2 separate regions of the Rattus norvegicus genome follow, and region 2 is linked to region 1. The links are chromatin contacts, called in public Hi-C maps. All regions are on one chromosome and are shown on one strand. Each heading gives the region's core, a stretch centred on a gene start, on an enhancer-like site or on the middle of the called end of the contact. The rest is flanking DNA. Distances are from core to core; before and after follow the strand shown. Region 1 holds the start of Mrrf (mitochondrial ribosome recycling factor). Region 2 has its middle 20 kb from the start of Ptgs1.

Region 1 (5,831 bases), core at 1,697-4,196:
TGTTGTGTGGAGAGTCTTAAGTCTCCCTGACTGACGCAGGAGGCCAAAGGCTCTATCACCACATAATACTGCAGGAAAAAAGGAAAACTGTCTCGATGGTGCTGAAGGCAACAGACATAGAAGAGCAGCTTATATTCTTGCTCTTCTTGGAGCAACACAAAGTACAGGGAGCAGGTGGCACAAAAAAACAGGAGCAGAGTCTGGAGTTAGAGGTGAATGGATAGGAAAGCAGGTGTGTGACTTAGCTAATTATCTAAATTTTATAGGCCCCCAATTTCCTCAAATGTAAAATTAGAGGCAATCGTTCTTATTTGATAGGACAGTTGTGAGGATTGCATACATAAAAAGTCACTATTTAACAACAGTAAGTAGTCTATATTAGCTATTGATCGAGTTTACTGTTCGGGTAGTAACAAGAGATGTTTCTCCTCAGTTATTACAGTTCACCATCTGCTTCCTTTGTGTAACTGTGGCAAGCTGTCTAACAACTGCAGTTCAGTTCCCTTATGAGGACAGTATCTCATTAAGGTATGTAGCTCTGCCAAGTTCTACCCCTGAAGCCTTCAGAACCACGCTTCTTAGAAGTATTCAAGACTGATAGATAGATTGGGCTGGAGAGATGGCTCAGCGGTTAAGAGCACTGAGTGCTTTTCCAGAGGTCCTGAGTTCAATTCCCAGCAACCACATGGTGGCTCACAACCATCTGTAATGGGATCTGATTCCCTCTTCTGGTGTGTCTGAAGACAGCTATAGTGTACTCATAAAATAAACAAGTCTTTTTAAAAAAAAAAAAGTCTGATAAATTACTATTGGTCTTCATTCCTGAAGCATCTCACCTCACAGAAAGGATTGTGATGGAGGCGGTAATGGATACTGCAAAAAGCCTGGAGCCAGAAGACTTCGTTATAAATTGTCCCATTTCCACCGGAAGTTATTTTTCTTGGTACCCCACTTTCCTTGTTTTTACTTTATTATCATGGGTTGGGGAGGGGGCTGGGCTATCATGTAGCACAGACAGCAGTCAGAAGACAACTTTCAAGAGCTGGTTCTCTCTTTTCACTTTTACTTGGATCCTAGAGATTGGACTCAGGCTGTCTGGGTTATATGGGAAGCACTTTTACTGGTCAGCCATCTTGCTGGCCCAGTTTCTTCATGTTTTAAAGTAAACTCTGAGGGGCTGGAGAGATGACTCAGCAGTTAAGAGCTCTTGCAGAGGACCCAGGAATTCAGTTCCCAGCACCCACTTGATGGCTTACTACCTGCAGTTCTGGAAGATGAAACACTGTATACATGCCGTGCACATACATACGCAGATGCAGGCAAAAGGCTCATACACAGAGTAAATAAATCTGAAAGATCTGTAAAGATATACCCTGCTTTCCTTATTAGTTAAGGTTGCTGAGAAGGAAAAAAATGAGTTTACAGATGAAAAATGAAATTGTAATAAATATACAATATGATAAAGAAAAGAGAACGGGACAGGGAAGATAGCTGCCTATACCAGACTACAGACCTCCCTGCTAGGAAAACAAAGACTTAAAAAAAAAACAAAACCCTAAAACCAAAACATTTATCTTCTGTATCTAGAAGTGCCTCAAGCTCAGCCTTGTACAAAATAATCCCTATTCTCAGAAATTTTTGAAAGGGAAAGAAAACTAAATTTAAAAAAGAAAAAAAAAAGGAAAATATTGATTGAAGTAATTAATGACAGATACCGAGACAGATACTATCATTTAACAAGGCCAGTTCAGTTCCCTTATGAGGGCAGTATCTCATTATGGTAGTACTTCTCCCAAGTTCTACCCCTGAAGCCTTCAGAACCACGCTGAGAACTCATGCAACACTGAGACGGAGGATGTGACTAGGGGCTGCACTATTTTAGACAGAGAAAAGTTGGATTTCAATGCTAGAACTTCTGATGTTCTCATGTCTAAAAGCAACTGTAACACCAAAAGATACTTAAAAATGCCAAAGAGGCCATGTTTCAATACCAAGAATACAAGACCTGGGGCTAGAGAGACCTGGACTCAAAATGGACTTTTTCAATAATTGTGGCTTCAATAACAGTCCCTCCCTTAGGTTATCGTCCTCACATTCTCTGTCCCTGCCACTTCCCCCTTCCCATATAATGTGAATACATTGGGTAATTTACTTTTTGCCTATTCTTCTAAAATAATAAAAACCCCTACAGCACAGGGCCTTGATCATGGTTCTTTACCCAGGATACAGTACACTGCCTGGCTCAGAGTTGGTACTATTTTCTTGGAGAATGAATGAAACAAAGTCAAGTCTCATCTTTCCACAGGTGGAGACAATTGTTCCTGCATCACGTGGTCATTTTAAATAAGAATATACATGTGCCAGCTCAGGTCATGAGTTTTTGAGAAACAGTAAAGTCTAGTAAGTATGTGACTATCAAGTCGTTTGGGGGTTGCAAAGGCGACAACTCCTTAAGAGTAACAAGTTCATAAAATGCCAATCTATTCCTCCCAGCTGAGATGTATCAACTCTAGTAGTCAGGAGGGCTCTGGAGGGCTCTGGGGTCGCTTATTCCTACACGCTAATCACAGGGTCAGGCCAGCAACCAGGGTTTCCCGATTCCTGGCAGCGAAGTCACTAATGGAATTGTTATTTCCGGCCAGATACAGGACAATCCGGGGCGGGGCCTAGAAGCCTGCGGGTGAGGGCAGTCTTCGCCAAGGTCCCCGCGGCCAGGATGGTGCTGAGCTTCGGGTACTCACCCGCTAGCCTCGGAGCCGTGCCCTCTCAGCTCATGCCCCGAAAGCAGCTTCCGACGCTGGGGTCCGAGCGAGGGACGTGAGGTTACCTCTGCCGAAACACCGCTCGCCGCCCGGCCGCCCGTGACGCGCTACGCCTGCGCCGCCGCGCCAGCCCGTGACGTCATGACGCCCGCACCTCCGCCTCCGCTGTCCCGCGTGTGTTTCTCTATAATCCCGGCTGTAGCTGGTGAGTGGCCTCGAGGGGGGCTCTCAAGAAGTGGGCGGGATCCAGATACCGGTGACACTTTTTCTAGGACCTCGGAGGGACCTCGTGGGGCTAAGGATACCTCCGTGACTGGTTCTGCAGAGTTCGGCTCGACCTTAAAACCAGGGGCGGGACTTCTATGCTCTCAAGGGTGGGGCGGAGCTCGTGTCACTCAGCCGACATTTAGAGCCTTGCCAGGGAACTTGTAATTAGTTCCTGATGTTTAAGACGTCACCTGACAGGAATAATGCCTTTTCCAAATAGCCCTACACACGGAGGTGTAATTATTCCCGATGATGAAGAAACAAAAACTCAAGCGGTGTCTACCAAGGTCGCACAGCTCCCAAGTGATGGAGTTTGAATTCTACCCAGGCCTGAGACCAACGCCTGGGCTTTTAAAATCGTCATTCTGCCGTCCTGTGGGCAAACAGTTGTCATTTCGATGGTGCTTCAACATTCCCGTGACTCTGGCATTAAGATCACATACTTAGGAAGCACTAGAAGCAGGACTCTTGCCTAGGCCCATTTCTTTTTTCCCATTTCTGTGTTTTTATTAACTCACACACAACTCCTTGTCTTCTGGATTGTTGAAGCAGTAAGTCAGCCAACACTTGACCCAGTAATGTCTGTCAAAGCGACTAGCCTTGAACACTGTAGCATCATATTGATCAGAAGGACACTCAACGAAGTCGAGTGATTTTGCCATTTTTCATCCACTTCTTAATATTACAGCACAACCAGCTTAACCTTTCTCTTACACTTATGCTTCTTGTCTGTGGTGTAAGACTTTATCCTTTTCTCAGGACCACCATGAAGTCTCAGCACAGGAGAAAGGGTGAACTCCTTTTGAATGTTACAAAATATGGCCATCTCCCAGCTGCTTACCAACAAAGATTAGCCTCTCTGCTGATCAGAAGGAATTCCTTCCTTATCTTGGATCTTGGCCTTTACATTTTCTGTAGTGTTTGAGGAGGGTTCAACCTCTACCTCGACCTTCCTCTGTAAGGGTCTTTATTTCTTCCCGGGAAAGGCCTTCATCTAGGGGGTGGTTCCACCACAGAGGGTGGATCCAATAGGCAGTGCTTTCTCTTGACCACATTCCAATGTATTTCCCAGAATCTTGGAGAACTCGTCATGGGAAAGTCAGGAAACTTGATCTGATTCCTTCAGTTAATGGCAGAGGTTACAAAACCAAACTAGGAGAAATGATTTACTATAGTTCTCATCCTCGGTAGAGCGGTGATCCATGCTCTTTGGATATGGGTAGTTGTGAATTCCACAGTTGCATGTGATAGGGATTGATGAGGTGGGGATGTTGAAATCCAGGTCTTCTAGTCTTAAGGTGAGGCCTTTTGTCCACTTTGTGAAGTTTTTATTATTCCTCCTTTGGCTTGTGCCAAGGACATTTGGATTTTGTATTGAGTCAGATATTCCAAATACCTTTCTTTACCCGATACTGACTTTGAAAAGAAGTACACCAAGTAAAGAACTGGAAATCCAGGGGATAGTGGAACCAGTGTTGAGAAAAGATCCCAAGACCTGCCATCCGAGGTGTTGATATTGGACAAGGATTTAATCTTTGTGGAAGTCCATTACCATACTTAACACATTTGTATGATGTCTGTATATTTGTACTATACTAAGTTCAGGATACAGTGCTAACCTGGTAGATTAATGGGTAGATTGATCCACTAGAACTTTTGTGGAGTGCCAGCAGTCATATGGGGGTGCCTAGACAAGGATCAAGTACTTACATATGCATTTACTTTTACTGGTGGAAACTGTGTACTGTGATGAAGTATTGGGCGTGAAAGCTTAGTTTAGTTGGAAGAGGTGGCCAATGACCCTGTGCTCTGACAGAGTGATGGTTAAGATGGATGGTAAAGAAAAGATGGATGGTTAAAGAGATAAAGGGAGAACATTCCAAACAGGGGATTGGGGATGGAGGCGATGCCCTCCTTTAATCCCAGCACTCAGGAAGCAGAGGCAAGAAGTTTATCTGATTTCAAGGTCAGCCTGGTTATAGACTGAGTTCCAGGATGGCCAGGGCTACACAGAGAAACCCTGCCTTGTAAAACCAAAAAAAAAAAAAAAAAAAAAAAGAAAGAAAGAAAGAAAAAGAAATGTTGTATACCAATACATAGCTGGTTGTAAGAGGTTGGTGGAGCAGTGGACGAGCCAGGATGTTGGTTCATAAATGTACGAAACTCTTAAATTAAGAGTCAATAAAAAGCATTATTAAAATATTCATGATTTAAAAAGAAAAAGAGATGTGGTGGGACTGACCTTCTCAAGATCACGTATGTAGTGAGTGGAGAAACAGTTCCTCCTGTGAGTGTTATTGGAACAGACTAGAACTAAAAGTTTCTTCTTCAGTTTCAGTTCTTCATATGTGCTGACCTGACCATGTTCCTAAGGTTACAGACCCAGAAGACTGCTGTATTGAACTTCCACTGTGAAATGTCCTGGCTTCTTTGCAGTGATACGTCGTATGCCTCAAGCATTCCAGCAATGCAGTTTATTTATAGAATTGGCTTCCGGTTCACTTGTACTGGGTCTGCTTTTTGGTGCTGCATTTTCTGTCAAAGGTTGTTTATTTCTAACCCATTTTAGTTTCCTGTTGCCTTGTGGGTTATGGCCCACAACAGGAACTCCAGGAAACCTGTCATACACCCTGCAGCCAGATCAAGACCCTGTCAATTAAAAACAAAACACTGCACATTATTATATACCCATATTTGGGTATAAATGTGAGTTGGGTATTGGCTATATTAGGTAGAAACTTAGATTTAGAAGCATCACTCAGAGCCAAACTTTTGTGAGCAGTGTCCTTGGACACTTAATCT
Region 2 (5,831 bases), core at 2,410-4,909, 78 kb after region 1:
GAGGACCTGGGTTTGATCCCTGGAACCAGCCTGGTGGATAGATAGAATGGACTCCCATGGGGCTGGTCTCTGATCTCCACACACATGTAGCATGTTTCCCCCCACCCCAAACACTCACACACATAGATAAATAAAGGTGAAAAATACCCCTTTCCTTTTATTATGTTATTTTATATTATTTTATCTCACAGTCTGGAGGTCCAGTCAACCATGGCGGCAAGGCATGTCACGTGAACGTCTACTCCCACGGCTCCCATAGTCAGGAAGAGAGCAATGCTGTTCCATCCCCTCTCCTTTTTATACAGCCCTTCCCTAGCCGTGGGATGGTGCTGCCTACATTTAAATCCACCTCAGTTAACCCAGTCGACAAGCTCCCTCACAGACATGCCCAGAGATTCGTCTCCATGGTGATTTCAGATAGTGTGGAGTTGGCAGTCGACATTTACCTCCACGGTAGGTCTATTGCCCACCGCTCCAAGCCTCTCGGCCGTCACTTGCTGAACAGGTAGATCCCTGGTGCTGTACTGTGTGCTTATGACCTTTAACGGGGAAACAGACGCCCTCAGCAGGCTGGGTATTAGTGAAGCAGGATTCAGATTCAAACCTAGGTAGTCTGACTGCTGCGTGAGGTAACGTCGCTCCGCCTGGATGAGTGGGAGCACCTATGGCACAGATGTCTCCTAAGTAGTGACTGACATAATCTACTAAGCTCCATCCGGTCGAGCACACAGCCAGAACCCACATGATATGTGCACATGCGGCATACCCTAGCTTTGAGAATGTGTGCAGAACATGCAGGAAGCTCGTCTGTGCTTACATGTCGTGTGTTGATTACACTTTCAAAGGGCTCGTGATCCACACACGCCTGTACATTTCACATGAAGATCACAACACTTGACATACAAATCCTTGTGGAAGGGTGTCCTGAGATGACTGATACGCACACATGACTTTTGAAATTAGGGAACACATAGTTGAGATCTATGACACAGATGAACTTACACAGAGTAGTGACAGCCACTCAAGGAGCAGGCATGGCCTGTGTATAGTACAAAAACAGTGGACACACGTATTGCACATGCATAGTGCTTAGATGTATGTGGCTGTGCGGGTGCGTGCGTGCGTGTAAACCAGGGTGCGGTGTGTGGATTGGTTGGTATGTTGTATCTGCTCTCGAGATTCGTCTGTTTATTAGCAATGCATGTTCTGTGTGCTGTTGCTAAATGTCGTCCTAAAACTAAATTATTAATAACGACTGCATTCAGGACAGCCCTGTCCCCACGACAGTCTCCTTATTGTGCTCTACAAAATATAACGTAACTTTAATGTAAGACATCACTCATTTTGAGTGGATTATGCACATTTTGGTGGTGCAGTGGTGCGTGCCCAAGCAGTCAGAGACCACAGGAGAGCATATTTCAGTGAACGCCTACGACCCACCTGTCTCTGTTCTCCCACACAAATTGCAGAGGCACAGGCACCTGGATGACTTCTTTTGTAGACGTTGGGGATTCGAACAAAGGTCTTCTTGCTTGCACAGTGATTGACAAGCCCATGGCTGGCTTTCTTCCTCACTAGCTCGCTAAATCAGGTGCCTCAGTTCCCAGTGTCTAGCCAAGGGCCTGGGTTGCTGCCCAAGCTGTGTCTGCTGAAGCAGCAACGACTGAGGCTCAGGCGCTGAGACACAGCGCTCCACCCGGGGAGTAGGACCAGTGCCTGGCACCGCGGATGCACTGAGCATCCAGGCAATAACCTGGCCTCCCGGATTACTCCTGCGCGCTGCCCAGCGGGCTGGGGAGGCTCCTCCTGCGGTCTCCCGGGGCGCGACCTCGTGTACCCGAAGGGGGAACTGGTTTCCCGGCGGCGCAGGGCGGGCAGGAAGCCGCGCATTGTTCCCTGGCTGAGGCCGGAGGGGAGTTCCCGGTCTGCGCGCACTGGGGAGAGGAGAGCTGTGTCCGCCTGCAACTCGCGCTCTGCTGACCCCTGGCATCCGCTCTGCTCTAAAGCTCTTGGATCTAGGTTCGAATCCCTGTATGCAGTCTCCTTTAATTTCCTCCATAGCACAGCTCAGGGTCAGATCCGAGATGCCCTTAACTCCCTCTAGCTTCCTCACTCTTCAGCCCACCTCCGAAGAGGAGTTTTACTAGCTGAAGAAAAACTAGTAACAGGGCTCTACTGAGTTCTCTTGCTGCAAAAGGGGGCTTCCTACATTAGAGCCTAAAAGGCCCTCTTCTGGGCAGGGATTTGCCTGCGAGTATTGTGATGGATGGGGAAACTGAGGCCTGGGAGAGGACAATATTGGCTTAAGGTTGCCAATCACAAAGACTTGCTAGCTCAGAAGTTTGATAATCCCAGGGGCCTTCTCTATGTGTGCCTGAGACAGTCACCTTTGTGGCTGTGGGTTGTAGCAGATCGAATTGACACTATTTTAGGTGTTAGTAAGGGTGCTAATTAATTAATAATCATTGATTATTAGTTGGTACCTAATTAACTATGAGGGTGAACGAGCTGCACAGTTACTCACTGAGTTCCCATACCTTCTGCAGTGAGGCAGGAAGAATCAGAGACTCAGAGATGTCCTGTCACTATGTGGCTGAGGTCACACAGCAAAATGGCTGTGAAGTAAGGTGACCTCCACCCACAGTTGGACCCGGACCTCTCTTTCTGGATTCTGTCTCTTGCCTATTGAAATGTTGGGGACCTGTCCTGAAGTACCTTGGATGGCTGGGCCTAGAGATTCTGATCATGGAGGAACTGCCTCTTCTCCACCCCTGCCCCCCACCCGGGAACCCTACACCGAGGGTAATTGAAATCAGATGTGGCAGTGACCCGCAGAATGCTCCCGGGAACCTGGAAGCATTTATTGTCTGCAGGGCTCTCTCCCTGCTACCCTCCCTCCCACCCTTTCTCCCCTCTCTCCCTCATTGCCTCCTCCCCAGGCAGAGCCTCGGGTACTGCCTGGGGTTAGAGCTGGGCCTTGATGAATAGGGCTGCTGAAAGCGAGTCCAGGCTTCCTCCTTCCTGGGGATATAGTTACAGGGGGCCAGACTTCCTGCCCCTCTGGCAGCCTCTCCTTCCAGAGTGGATCTGCAGGCTTTCAGGATAGGATCTGAACAGCTGGCCCAGGTTCAGACAGTCTAGGGCTCGAATGTCACCTCCTCAGGGAGGCCTTCCTTGACCACCCCATAGGAACCAGCCCACCTACAAGCAGTCTTTCCTTCAGCTCAGATGCCTAGCAGTTATTTCTTCTGATAGTGTTTACCTTGTACCCCAGGTAGCTGAGGGAGAGCAAAGGGTTTGCTTTGCTCATGACCGTGGGTTGTAGTTCTGGGCCTACGCATATGCTCAACAAATACCTACTGAATGCAGCCCCCTCCCCACCTATACGGAATGGCTCTCACTGACCTCCGACAATGGGATGTGACCTTGGCCCTGACCTCCAGACCCCACGTCATGACAACTTCACCCTCTTTTGGTTTCCGGCTCCAGTTTCTGTGGCTTCCTGTTCTAGCTGTGTTCTACTGTCTCTGGCTCTGACTTGGGAGCTCCAGGCTGACCTCTGATCTCAGGTGTCTCTTGTCGGCCTTGGCTTTCAGTTCTCCTGTGTGACTCTAGCCAAACCTCTTGCCTTTCCTGAGCCAGCAGGATTCTTCTTCAAACAAGAACTGACCTGTGAAGCCCAGGATGGATCTGTGACCAGCAAAGGTGGAAGGCTACGGGGCTGATGCCTGAGTGGCCTTTCCCCTGTTCCCTGGTGGTGACCCAGGACACTCCTGCAGATCCCTAGTTTGAAGAACATAGTTTGAAAACCCACTTACTTGATTTTTTTTCAAAATATTTTGTATCCACCCCCCCGCCCGTGTGTGTGTGTGTGTGTGTGTGTGTGTGTGTGTGTGTGTGTAGAGGACAATTTTCAGGGGTAGCCTTTCTTCTGCTGCTATATGGATTGGGGGGGATGGAACTCAGGCAATTACCTTTGCCTGCTGATTTGTCTTGTTGGCCCCTTCTGTCTTTCTGTGCCTTTTCTGAGTGACTGCCTGCAGCGTGTTGGCCCATCATTTCCTCCCGACACCAAAATGAATAGGTTCCAGTGTGCTAGTCTTGGTGCTAATCCCTTGCCTGATCTGTAAGCAGCCTGGCACAGTCGCAGGGGTACAGGAGGGGTCCCCGCTGACTGAGCACCTAGAGTGGCGGTGGGGAAGTCCTGTTGTGAGAGGGCATTCCCCCTCCTGCAGCTCCGTGAGCAGACAGGGTCCTTGGGTAAAGAAGGGACACCAGTCTTCCTAGCCGGTGAAGCTTTGTCCCTGGGTGCGTGCTGTCTGCAATTCAGCCCCACCCCTCTGTCTTCCTCGGTGCTGATCGCAAGGCCTGGAACTGTGCCCGTAGTAGATAGTAAGTGCTCAGCGAACAGCCAGCCAGGGAGGCTTCCTGCATGTGACCTGTGATGAGTTTACCGGCCACCACCTCTGCATTGACCGTGATCTCTGTGCAGAAGCCACACATTTCCCTGTGCACTGGTCTCGGCTGGCTTCCACTTGGGGGAGGCTAGGCATACTGCTCCCAGGCAGTCAAGCATAGCCTCCTACCCTGGACACTCAGGTTCTGCTTGGAGCGCCTGCTGTAGGGCCGAGGTGCAAACAACAGGACAGTGTGGGGGAGGGGATACGGCACCTTTCCTGGGAAGCCTCCAGGGCTGATGTTGGGGGGTGGGGTCCACTCAGTGGGGTGGGAGAGGGGCAGGAGGGAATTCTCACGGAATCGATAAGGATGTGCGCCACAGATCGCCTGGTGCTGTTTGGGTGCGTGGGCAAGACACTGGAGTAATAGGGATGAAGACAGGTGAGGGGGTTTCCGGCTGTTCAAGGTTTCCCAACTCCACTCTAACAATAGCAGGCCGGTGTAAGTTTGGTCTCAGTTTTCCAATGTGGGTAGACTTGCGGCTGTCTCAGGACTTTGCTTCAAACAAAAAATGTTACCTCAATTCCCAAACAAGCCTCACAGGGTAGGTAGGACACCTGCTCTGGCTAAGCAGTGCAGGAGCCCACTTCTCCTGCCTTCTTCACCAGGCCCTTTGAACCCCGTGAGTGCAGGAATTTGTTTCTGAGAGGCCCTGGCAGAGGTCCCATTCCAGTTCCACCATGGTCAGGGGCAGACAAACCCTCCAGCCTGGCCAGCAGGAAGCCTCCTTCTCCAGAGAGTCTTGCCCGAGCAGACATGAAAAAGGTGGCCTCTGCTGCCACCTTGTGGTCACTTCGGAATACGGTCCTGTGCGCGCGCGGGGTGGGGGGTTGCGCAAAGCTGCTCTAAGGACCGAGGTACGAGCCTATCACGTGCCTTGCTTTTTGTGTTTACTGGGCATGGGAATCCAGAACCCTGGCTGTGTGTGCAGAAGCCTGAAGTTCATAATTAGCTCCTTCCTTTCTCTTCATTTCAAATCCAGCCTGTGTGGAAAATGTAAAAAGGAAACTCAGTATCTTTCTAAACACATAACAAGACACGTTTCATTTAAAAACAAATATAAAGAAGCTACTTGGAAGACAGTCAAATTCCTTCCTTGTCAGCACTTATTTTCTTAATCTGGAGTTTTGTTTGTTATGTATCTGTGTGTTTTGCCCACAAGCCTGTTGGTGTTCCTGATGCCCAGGAAAGCCGAAAGAGGGCGTCAGATCCCTTAGGATTGGAGTTTCAGGTGGTTGGTTCTCCCCGTGAAAGTTCTAGAAGCCGCGCCTCCAGCCCCGAGGTCAGCGCTTCCTGAAGTCAAAAATGTGTGTACTAGTTGCTCAAAATCACATCCCGATTATCAACGGTGACACTTTAAATGAGCCGTCACG

What was found. Hi-C and Micro-C count contacts between places; a contact is called where the count stands out from the background.
Region 2: a Hi-C map of liver shows a contact between it and region 1, with 3 times the contacts expected there. The contact joins the enhancer-like site here to the promoter of Mrrf in region 1. A contact is called at or near these places in 4 of 12 Hi-C or Micro-C datasets (frontal cortex, kidney, liver and 1 more).

Annotation. Positions count from the first base shown.
Region 1 is chr3:39,881,703-39,887,533 of GRCr8, forward strand. It overlaps Mrrf (mitochondrial ribosome recycling factor), which reads left to right and starts at 2,947. Exons shown (of 7, transcript NM_001008354.1): 1 at 2,947-2,967. It overlaps Rbm18 (RNA binding motif protein 18), which reads right to left and starts at 2,875. Exons shown (of 6, transcript NM_001107838.1): 1 at 2,742-2,875.
Region 2 is chr3:39,958,707-39,964,537 of GRCr8, forward strand. No RefSeq gene overlaps it. Among named protein-coding and RNA genes, the nearest start is that of Ptgs1, 20 kb to the right of the region's middle. Within about 2 kb of position 3,660, at least 4 of the 93 cell types and tissues checked have an H3K27ac peak or open chromatin away from gene starts, as enhancers often do. A contact at or near this core is called in liver, where this site is marked.